2 separate regions of the Mus musculus genome follow, and region 2 is linked to region 1. A link is a contact called in public HiChIP or PLAC-seq data. All regions are on one chromosome and are shown on one strand. The core of a region is the stretch at or near the end of the contact, and the rest is flanking DNA. Distances in the headings are between cores, read along the strand shown.

Region 1 (5,694 bases), core at 2,077-4,576:
CCTGCACTTCTCATTACAAGGAGACCTGAACTAAGTCAAATACAAGTTAATCTCCAAAATTCCACTTCTGTACACGCATGTTAGGTCAGCCATTCCAGTGCACTGGCTGATGCCTTTAAGCCTCAGGCACACAAAATAAGCAGTTTGCCCAGCAAATGTGAAAGAGAATGCACGCCTCTGCTTCCTAGTGTTAGCACAATGACACGGTCACCCTACGGGACCCTGAAAAGGAGCACATGTGTGTTACCTCCACGCTATCTAGAACACACTTGATGTTCCATCATACTGATGAAAACAGTAAAAAGTCAATAATCCAAAGGTACTAATACAGGTGAAGAGACTTTATCTTAACCTACCTACTTTGAAATGTAAAAAAGGCCCTCAAAGCTGAGAGGCACCCACCCCTGCTTAAAGAAGGCAAATGGCTCAGTGGAGGGTAACAAAGGTCTTAGGGAAGCAAGACCGCTATCATGCTATGAAGGTTCCATGTTTTCTCTTTGGGACAGAAAAAAAACACACACACACACACACAGGGATGCTATGTTAGCTTGAAGCTAGTAAAACCAGGGCTGTGCTTGTCCTGGAGGCCTTGTGACAGCCTGATTGACTCCTCCCTTATACAGCCCTTCCAGCCATTCCGGAGGCTCTGTTTGCACCGGGAACTGCATGTTTTTCCAAAATGATAAATGCTGTGGTCTCATCATAAAATTAAGTGAGACATTACCTCCTGTTTCAAGCAGTCTTCTTTCTAGAAATTCCTGCATTCCAACTTACTATGATGCTCACCATAGCCCAAAGTTGGCAGGGTTCAAATATAGAAGAGGTCAGACATATGTAAGAATCGTGTGGGGTTAAGTAAAATGCCCATCTGGTGATTGGAAACTAGGTATTATAACCAAAGATATGTGAGCAAGGAAAGAAACATGCGAGATACTCAACTATCTGAGAAAAAAAAAAAAACCCTAGTGCCATAAGTAGGAGGAATGTTATTCACTGAAGTACTACTTTTTACCTATGACTGGCAGAAAGGATCATTTATTTATGCATCATGCTATGCTTAAGAAGAAAAAAAAAACCCATATTTGCTGCTCTGTAGACAATTGATTAGTATTGGCAAGGTAAATGAGCAAACAGTGAAATAATTAGAAATGTAACCTAGTTACTCACTGAGCATTGTTTGCAGTAGTGAGAAAGTATAATAATAAAAACAACCCCAATGCTCAACCATGCAGGAATAGCTAAAGAATGATACATCTATTCATTAGGCTGCTGTGCAATCAACAAAAAGGAAGAAGTCCTTTACACACTGCAGTTGGATGACCACAAGAACATTTATTAAGTGGTCAAAAAAGCAAGCTCAAAAAATGTGTGCTCACTATATACTGTTAGCATAAAGAAGAGAAAAGCAGATTTGTGTAAATTAATAAAAACACATGTACCTAGAAAGATACATAATAAAAATACTGATTGTGTGTGCCTCTGAGCCAGACAGATTAAATAATTGGGATATGTGTGTTTATATAATTAGATAAATATTTAAATGAACAAATTAAACAGAGTAAAATAATCTTTGACATATTATTGCAAAACTAAAGCAGGTTTATGAAAACATAGGTAGACATTTGCAAGAAACAGACTTCTGTCTATAAGCCTATAATGTGTTTATGTGTGTATACAATTTCACATAAACCTTTTGGAATTACATGCAAAGAAGCCACAGAACAACATGGCCTCTCTACAAAGACAAAGGAGACCTGCTTATGTGGTATTTTAATTTTACCATCGCCCTGTGTTGCTTACATAGTCCGATTAGCGACAATCAAAAAGGAAACACAAGGAAGAGGTAGAAACAAGCAAAAAGAGTCCATCAAGGAACTCATCAGCCTTCTAAATGAACGGAAATGTCCCACAGAGAATTCTGCGACAGCCATAGTCCATTCTTCTATTTTGGAAAGTCAAATGAATGTAGGTATGTTCACTTTAGAAAACCAAAGTTTCAATTAGAGATCTTGGGTGGGTGGCAGGCCCCTGAGAACAGAAGAGCACCAGCCAAGAGTGGGCAACTGTCTAGTGCAACACATAAATACTCCAGATGCACTGACCGACTGTCAAGAGCTAAACATGCAGCAGATAATTCACAAAACCACCCACTGGTGCGGATTACCATGCTGGGACAACATCTGATTCCAAGAGGCTAGACCTTTATTGGGGTGATGTAGAAGCGTCTGGAAATGGAGCTTGTCTCTACTTTCCACTCGGCATCCTTGTGGCAAGACACTCAGCTCGAAGATGTCACTTCTTGTCTCTAAAACAAGTCCTCCACCTGCCATTCCCCAAGCTCCTTAACAGTGGGGGGGGGGGTGCGATTATGGTGTGTGTGTATGTGTGTGTATGTGTGTGTGTGTGTATAAGGACCAGAGGCGAGGGCCCTAAGGAAATTTAATATGTTTTATCCACTGCAGTCAAAAGAGCCTCTTTCTGTGTGTGGAGGGTGAAAAACAGTCTTACTGCCCCATAGTCACACCTCATAACATAATCCTGTAACACCTACTGACCCAGGATCTCCAAGAAAGGAATGGTGTTAATTCTAGTGCACTTACGGGGAGCTGGGGGAGTATGCAGCCCAGAGCTGCCAGGCCTCAGTCCTCCCCATAGCTTTAACCCTCATGTTCCCTGCTCTGCTTGACATCGTTAAAACAGGCTACACATTTGCTTGGGCATAAAGCAGTCCTGTTAAAGATGAATGGCACTAAAAGTACAATTGCTAGTTTCGTGTAATTCATAGAACAAGGAAATATCTTAGATAAAAACACCCTTGAAGATATGGATGTGAAAATGAGTGCCTTGGGTGATTCAAAGGTGAATAGAGTCATCCCCTGTGCCCTCTGTCATCAGACCCTGTTCCTGCCACCATGTGGGCTTTCCCCTTTAAAATATTTGAGTCAGATAATTTAAATATAACAAACATCTCCGAATGAATGCAAAACCATCAGTGGTCGTTTCCTGTTCGGATGACCCTCCCCCGCCCCAAGTCATGTCGGGTGCTTTTATTTTTCAAACATTGAGCCATTTTACTGCCTGCTCAGAGAAGGCCACTGTTAACCACTTCACTAGAAACTGAATTGCATGGGGGTTGGGGGGATTTGTTTTGTTTGACATCCATATAAAGTTGTGTTTCCCTTTCACCCGCTCCCCTTCATGAATGTGTTTTTCTTCCTCACTTTTTAGACACATTTGGTAACAATCAGGCTTTTATTTAAAGGAGCCATAAGATAAGGTATCTGCTAGCGTCACACTTGGAGTAATTGATCACATTTGTTTCTTGTTCGTAGGTTAGACCCCTCACTCTTGCTCCCTCTTTTTCCTTTCTTTTACCTTGGCATGTTTCTCATTATCCTCTGCCTTGTTAGCCTCCTAGGATTTTCTACTGTGGGGAGTGGAAACAGGACAGGACAATACGATTACACACCCCATCTTGTTGGGGACAGCATCCCCTCTCTGGCTCTGGCACTTCTGGCTAGCTCATGCTGTGTGGAGGGCCCTCCCATGGACACAGGTATGCAGTCTGCAGCTGAGGGAGACTCAGGGACACTCACTGGCTGCTCTGTGGGTTTCATTTCACAGCCAGGGCTGTACTGCTTCTCTCTGAGACTGCTTCCGCAGGATGGCAGCGTTGTTATCCTATGACTCAACTTGTCCCGGCTCATTTCATCTGGGAATGTTAGCCCAGGATCAATACTGTCAGCAAAAGATCCTGCAAAAGATGACTCCTATCTTTTCCCATTTCTCCTTTCCACATACATCCTAATCAGTAGCATTTTATTGACACTGTCAGGCGGGGCTAATTTCTGACACTGTCTAAAGTCTAAAACTGCAGGGGTAGAACACTCAGATTTTTCTCTTTGGGATCCATGGGCCAATGAACATGAGACCCGGTCATTTTCCTGTTGGGGTTTCAATCACAACAATCAAGCTAAAACCACTAGTTACTCATGTCGAATGAAACAAAAGGCCCTCTATTTTCCATAGGTCTGAGGGGAGTACCAAGGTAAATTATCTAAAGTTAATTCCTCTATGTTCAATATCAATGTCCATTTATAAAAACTCGGTGGGCTCTAAAAACAATCATGATGCCATGTAGGAAAGTTCAGTGAACAGTGCTTCTCCTACGTGGCCATCCTGACCTCAGGACCATCTTAATTTCTGATTCTCTTTGTATACTCTGGCTGTTTAGTTGCTCAAAATTAACAAAAGCAGCATTGGACTCCAGATAATCTAAAATTCCGGAAGAAATCTTGAATCTAAGTGCCGTCTGCTCATCAAGGGCAGCCATGGGCAGGCTGTTGACCTGGCCTGACCTTCAGAGTCCTCTCTACTCTCGAGATGAGTGGGTGAGGCCTTGTGGCCCTCCCCCATGGCAGTTTTTATTGCTTCCAGGAGCATATTAACTAGCTTAACTCATCCCACTACAGATAGTGGAGTTCTCTAGATGCTATACGGCTCTGTTAAATGCTGCAGTCAGTAGCCACACTGTTACAGCACATTAAAGTATGTTGTTAATATACACACCTGATTTCAAGGGTTTTATTGACAACTGGATAAAGATTTGAATTGATAATTCTTATTCTTTAACTTCACATTACTTGATTATTTGGTGTATATGTGAAGGATGAAGAGCATCCACACATACTAGGATATGTGTGTGGAAGTCAGATGACCACTTACAGGAATCATCCCATCAGGTGGGACATGGAGATGGAACTTAGGTCAGCAAGCATCCTTACCTGCTGAGCCATCTCCCTTCCTGAATAAGAGGTCTATCTTGTTTTGTAGTTATAAATGATAATGTTTGGGATACATTCATAAAATAAAAAGATGCTATTATGATTAATCATGCCTCTTTTCTTTTACATTTAAATGCAGGCTCTGAAATAATTACATTGTTTATGTAGTTAATGATTGTGTGTGTGTGTGTGTGTGTGTGTGTGTGTGTGTGTGTATGTGTGTTGTGTGTGTGCAAAGCAGTAAGAAGGCTCTGAGTTGGACTATAGTGATTGGATTAGAATGAAAAGAATCTGAAATATTCAATTGGTTATGACTTTGTAATAAGGAAGAAGAACTCTGCATAAAAGTATACCCAAGTTAAGTCAAGTTCCAATTGCCAAATGCTTACAAAGAACATTAAATGGTTAAAGTGAATTGTTTATGGCTACAGGTCTGCTGATAGCGAACACATAATCCTACTCCAAATGGTTAAAGTATTAAGTTTATCACCAAACTGCTCTGATTCACATTTCTCAATACCTGAATAACATGCTTGTTATTTCATCTATAGCAATAAAATAAAAAAAAAAGTTGCTGGAAAAATTTTTATATAAATTATCGTTTATTGCTTAATTTAGCAGTATCAATGTTATATCACACTTCTGATGAATTGAAGAGAAAAATCCACATTTTTACGCATCTTGTCAGTACTTGGATAAATTAAATTATTAAGAAAACCTAAAGTTTCCTGAACATCAGAAAGTACTACACATCTGGGTGTTAAATACCTTAGTAAATAATTAGGTATATGCAAAAAATTATAAATCTATGCTATAGTTCATTCATAAAATTGTGTGTCCTTTTTGAAGGGATATGTGTGTGTGTGTGTGTGTGTGTGTGTGAATGAAATGACTACTTCCTGTGTTATCC
Region 2 (5,694 bases), core at 1,364-3,863, 250 kb after region 1:
TCCTCCTGCACTGTCCCTTCCCTATGTCACCTGGGAAAAAGACTGAGCCCCAAGTATCCAGTGATTTCACCAAGAACAAGTCACCCTGGACCCTTAATTCCAAAGTCACTTCTCAAGGGATATTTGAACAGCCCTTTCTTTTTTGGCACAGTCTAATGTAGCCCAGTTTGGCCTTAAACTCCTGATCCTCCTTGCCCCTATCTCAGAAGTGTTTGCAATTACAGGTGTGCGCCATCACACTCTGTTTATCCAGGGCTGAATCAAACCCAGGATCTTCTACATGCTCGGCAAACACTCTACTAAATTTTACACGGCTATAGGCTCAGCCTACACTTCTCTTTCGAAGCTCTCATACACCTATAGGGGCCACTAGTCCTAAAGATACACAGGAGGAGAACCATCAGGCCCAAGGACTAAAGTGAAAAACAGTGCCCTGGTGTCCCCCTGGGGAACCAGCCCTTCATGTTCTAAGACAGTCATCACCCAGATTCCTGAAAACAATAGCAGCTTCTTGTTTAGAATGGAACCGCACCTGCTGGAATACGTGTCAACAAACAATCGCTTTGTTTTTCATATTCGCCATCCAAGCTGAAGCAATGGGACTTCCTGAAGCGAATACTGGAAGGCTTATTCTTAGAAGGGGACAGAATTCTCATTTTAACACAAGGCTCCGAGGCCCGAGTGATGGTCATCTTCCTTCCTTCTTTTGTACTCCCCGGTGTTCATCTTATTTGGTTTTCAACAGGTTTATTTCCATTGCAGCCCAGGGCTTCCAACGCCCAAACACCCAACCCATTATGCCCGTATATGGTGAGCACACTGGTTTCTGTTTCCTCTCCCTGAGAACCTACACCTCACTCCCTTTGTAGTTCTGCCTTTTCAAAAGGCCCTCGGAAGGTTCTTTGCTCCTCTGGTGATTGCCTTGGGATGAGGACTTGGGAACTCCTCTTTGCCAAATGCTTGCTCCTGGCTAAATCTTTCTGCTCTTTTTCTTTTTCCTCATCTAATCATGCTGCCTGCTCCCACTTTTCCTGATGCTGTCTGATGCATGTCTGTTGAACACATTGGGACACTTTTAAAAGGAGTTATTTTGGTGGCAAAGTTGTGATTAAAAAGTCATTCATCCAAGATTGTCTCCATGGACTCCGGAAATAACCACAGCCAAAATATCCCGGCGGGGGCAAAATATGAGAGGCAGATAGCACCTATTATTGCTTTTATCTGGGTGAAGCCAGGCTTCAGATTAGTGGAGCGAGTGAAGGTCCAGGCCTGTGACATGGACAATTCTAAGCAAGCCAGTACTAGCCACGATAAGCATTCAATAAGGACTTGGGATCTAAATATTTGTAGGAAATGTCTTTGTTTCCTGTTCTGTAAAAAGTAGATGGAGATAAAAAAGCAAAATGTTGTGATTTTGAGCCATTTCAAAAAATAAAAAAGCAACATAAAAAATACAAATACAGAAGAAAAGATGTGGGGTTTGAAGTTGACTTTAGTGAGCTTTGTAACCTTGGGGAAGCCACTTCGCCTCTCTGTGACTTGAATTCCTAATCAACAGTCAGGCAGGGAATCAGATGCTCTCCAAATTCCCTTTCATATCAGAAAGTCTATGATAACTCTCCTAGATTGTGATTCAAACTTGTAAAGGAATCGAAACAGATGAAATAGGCTGGTGTGAAAGATAACACCGGCTTGAAACTTAGTTCACCTGATATTTCTTAAGTACTTAACAGTCCAAGAGCTAACCTCTTCATATACACCCAACAATAACCTTGAAATTCCCCATCTCGCTGGCACTGAGATTACAGGCATGCACCATCTCTCCTGGTTTACACAGCCCTGGGGGTGGAAGACGGGTTATGTGTATACTAGGCAAGCACACTTCCAGCTGAGCTACACCCCAGTCTCAGTGTCAGTCATTAAAAGAGAGCTCTTCTTGTAAAACCTTTCAATAACAGGCAGTAAGTGCCAGCAGCCAGCGAGCACGGAGGCAGAGCAGATAAACAGTTGGGTTTATCTGTTTACCTGTGTTTCTGGAAAGAAAGATGCTTAAGTGGGAGCTGTTTAATGGGAAACTCCTCAACCTGCCCATCTCTTGGCTCACTCCATTAGGGCTCTGCTGTGATACAGTCAGCTCCAGGCTTCACTTCCCTCCCAGGGAAGGCAAAATCCAAAGAGATGAAGCAGAAGCCTTCTTAAGAACTGTAAGCGGGCTGATGAGGTGGCTTGATGAGTGAGGGTGCTTGCTGCCAAGCTTAAAGATCTGAGTTCAATCCCCAGGACCCACATGGTAGAAGAAGAGAACCAACCCCTGCACATGAGTGCAAGCACATACATGCACACTCACTGACACGTAGATAAATTTAAACAAAGTTTTTAAATGGGAGATATCAGGTGCCAAGCTTAAAAGTTGACAATTTGTTGAGTTGGGGGTGTGGACAAGTGGCAGAGCAAATGCCTTGCATACCAAGGTCCTGGGTCAGAGTCCCAGCACTACAAATGCTGGAAACAAAATAAGGATGACAATTTCAGCCCTTTGTATCCATATTGACTGTTATGAGCTGTCACAGCAACAGTAACAGATGTCACTTCATCCTTAAACGAAGTGAGTCAGACTCTAGTCACTTCTGGTCTCGGAACTCTGCATACCAAATGTCCCACATGGCTTGGGCCTCACAGGGCAGAGAGGGTACTTCAGACTAAGTAAGAGCAGGTGCTGTAATTAGTAATAAGCATATCCCATAACTCCAACCTCTGCCTTTCTGCAAAGATTAGCTCACTTATTATTGAGACTTTTTTTTTTTTTTGGTCAGAATAAAACCGTCAAGACGGCAAGAGTTTGTAAATCTGGTTCATCACCCCCATCACTTGTCTTTTATGAGCTCCTATTGTGTGCTTGGCACTACCCTGGCACCGGAGTTTTCAAGATAAGATCAAACACTAGTAAAAGAAACCATGTCCTCGAGGACTCTCAGACCATATCACAGGATGCTTAAGAGAACAGCCTGTGGGCTCCGACTGCCCCAGGTCATGGTCACTAGAGGGAAGAACAGTGTGTAATTCAGAGCCAAGAACTTCCTTACTTCACTGTCTCCTCCCAGGCCAGCTCTGCTCCCAGAAAGAAATTCTCCACTGAGCCAAAGATGAGATGTAAAGAATGAGAAGAAAGTTAGAGAGCTGGGAATGTAGCACAATGATTCAGCACTTGCCTAATAGGTACAAGGTCCCGGGTTTGATACCCAAAGTGTGGAGGAGAGGACATAAGGAAAGAGAGGGAGAAATGGGGGAGAGAAAGGGTCGGAGGAGAGAAGAATGGGGAGACAGAGAAGAAAGGGGAGACCTCCTGACATCAAGCACACTGCTTCTGCATCTATGTGGCACCTAAAACAAGGAAGGAAGCAGCATCAGGCATGAGTCAAGTCACAATGAGAACTACAGGTGAAGCCCTTCTTCATACCCCTGAATGGAGGGGTAACAGTTCTCTCAAACCATTCTCCAAATGGTCAGCACCTGCTGATTGGAGAGTGAGCCCAGACAATCCACCTACAGGGACCCAGAACCACTCAAGTCTCCTCAAACCCACAAAGATAACATTGAAAGTGTGTAACCGTGACCATAGCTGTCCAGGAAGCTGCCCCAGTGCCTCTATTCAAACGTGTCATACTCCGTAGTAAGGAATGGGCACTCTACACTCTTCACTGAGGAAACAAGTATTCCTGGAATTGATGGTGCACATGGAAATGACACGCCAATGACAGCACACATCCTCATCCTGTGAAGGGAGGGACTGAGGTTGGCAACTCTTATGGAACTAAGTTTTTGGCAGGTGGATGGTGATTTGCCTTGTTTAGATGCACAGAACATGGCAGTGCCCAACTCGCCCCTTAATCTCTTTCTCTAAAAACAAGACAAGAAGCTGGCCAGTAAATTTTCATTATATTTTAGTATGTGCATGCACAAGCTATTTCATGTCACGTGTGTGCAGGTCAGAGGATAGCTTAGTGGAAGTCCTTTCTCTCCTTCCACCAAGTGGGTCCCTGGCATCCAGGTAAGGTCATGAAGCTAGGCAGAAATCCGTTTACTTGCTGAACTGTCTCCCCTACTCAGAAAACAGCTACAAATCTTTACAGAGAAGAAGAATGTTGGGTCTCATAAAACCCAAGTGTACGTGTACAAGCATACATGCACTTTGAATCCACTAGCAGTGTGTGTGTGTGTGTGTGTGTGTGTGTGTGTGTGTGTGTGTGTGTGTGTATGTGCACATGTATTTCCCACTCACCTCTTTTCTTTGTACTTTCTTGACTATTTTTAAACTGCACATTCCAGACTGCCTTCAACTTTGATGACTCTTGTTAAACAGGACTACTTAGTGACTCTCAACCTAGTTTGTATCATTTGCTATCCTCCTCTAACATCTCTGATTCCATTAGGGGTCTGATCTTTAACAGTCGTTATGCATGTTCTCCCAGCCTGGGCCTGACCACGGAAATGAAGGCACAGGGTCTGGGGTTCCACATCTCCCAGCAGTCCACTTAACAGTGTAGTAAGTAGTACTTCACTACTGGGAAACGGGTGGATTCTTGCATGGCTTGAATAAAGCCTCCCTTCATAAAAGCTGAAATAAATACTACATAGGCTAGTGGGTAGTCTCTCCTGATCGTGGTGTCTCTCCACCTGCATGATACACCACCCTCTTGAATGTTTATGTCGAAAACGATTTTAGTTCAGGAAGTGAGACTGGATTGAGCAGAGCCCTCTGAAGTAGGCCAACCATTCTGTCCTGGCAGGGAGGTGCCGGAAAGTGACCAGAGAGGAGAAGTTACAGGCAGCTAGAGTTGCTGCCATAGAAATGACACCCACTGCGTGTGACCTCCACTGAAAAGCAGGTCCCCTCAAGTATGCAGTCTCACAGAGCTGACTGCCCCCTCTGACAGGATCAAATCTTTGGGTTGCTCTATCTCAGGGAAGCATGCTAGGGGGAGGAAGATGTTTCTAGTCCTCCTAATGAGACAGACATTTAGAACAGAGGCTTGTCCTGATGCTTGTGCCTGCTCATTGTCACTCAGCCCCAGGCCTTCCCCGGTGATAAACACAGAGCTGTGTTCCCAGACCAAACAGGGACTCTCCCTTGAGAGTCTACCCTCAAGGTAGCCAGACACACCGTCTGGTATACACAAACATTTCCACTTCTCACTGGACAGCTAGACCCAGCAGTGTCTCCCCCCTAGCCGATTTACTTTACTAATGTGTGTGTATTTTTACCAGCCCCTATGGGAAAACAGACTTGCTTTGTAGCTGACAAGGGATTTCTCACAAAGATTGAAATCTCTGAGCATCCCCAGAGCTCCCAGCCCTTCTGAATTTCAGAGTTGAACCAGAGAAAGCTGTCCTAAGAAAGGGAAGGGAAGGGGAGGGGAGGGGAGGGGAGGAGAGGGGAGCGGAGGGGAGGGGAGGGGAGGGGAGGGGAGGGGAGGGGAGGGGAGGGGAGGGAAGGGAAGGGAAGGGAAGGGAAGGGAAGGGAAGGGAAGGGAAGGGAAGGGAAGGGAAGGGAAGGGAAGGGAAGGGAAGGGAAGGGAAAGGAAGGGAAGGGAAGGGAGAAAAAGAAAAATAAAAGAAGAAAAACATGACTTTTGGAAGCAGCATGGTGGTGCCTTTTGGGCTGTAAGGAGCTAAATGACACACAGTTGCCAACAT

The links. HiChIP or PLAC-seq counts read pairs in DNA pulled down with a chosen protein or histone mark.
Region 2: a FOXA1 HiChIP or PLAC-seq map of pancreatic cancer cells shows a contact between it and region 1. The contact joins two enhancer-like sites. A contact is called at or near these places in 1 of 15 datasets of contacts at CTCF or cohesin (the NIH/3T3 cell line) and 1 of 115 datasets of contacts at active chromatin or transcription factors (pancreatic cancer cells).

What each region holds. Positions count from the first base shown.
Region 1 is chr3:30,210,380-30,216,073 of GRCm38.p6, forward strand. All of the region lies in intron 2 of Mecom (MDS1 and EVI1 complex locus), which reads right to left. Among named protein-coding and RNA genes, the nearest start is that of Mecomos, 190 kb to the left of the region's middle. Within about 2 kb of position 3,327, at least 45 of the 459 cell types and tissues checked have an H3K27ac peak or open chromatin away from gene starts, as enhancers often do. A contact at or near this core is called in pancreatic cancer cells, where this site is marked.
Region 2 is chr3:30,465,633-30,471,326 of GRCm38.p6, forward strand. The region is part of intron 1 of Mecom (MDS1 and EVI1 complex locus); the gene reads right to left. Among named protein-coding and RNA genes, the nearest start is that of Mecom, 41 kb to the right of the region's middle. Within about 2 kb of position 2,614, at least 21 of the 459 cell types and tissues checked have an H3K27ac peak or open chromatin away from gene starts, as enhancers often do. A contact at or near this core is called in pancreatic cancer cells, where this site is marked.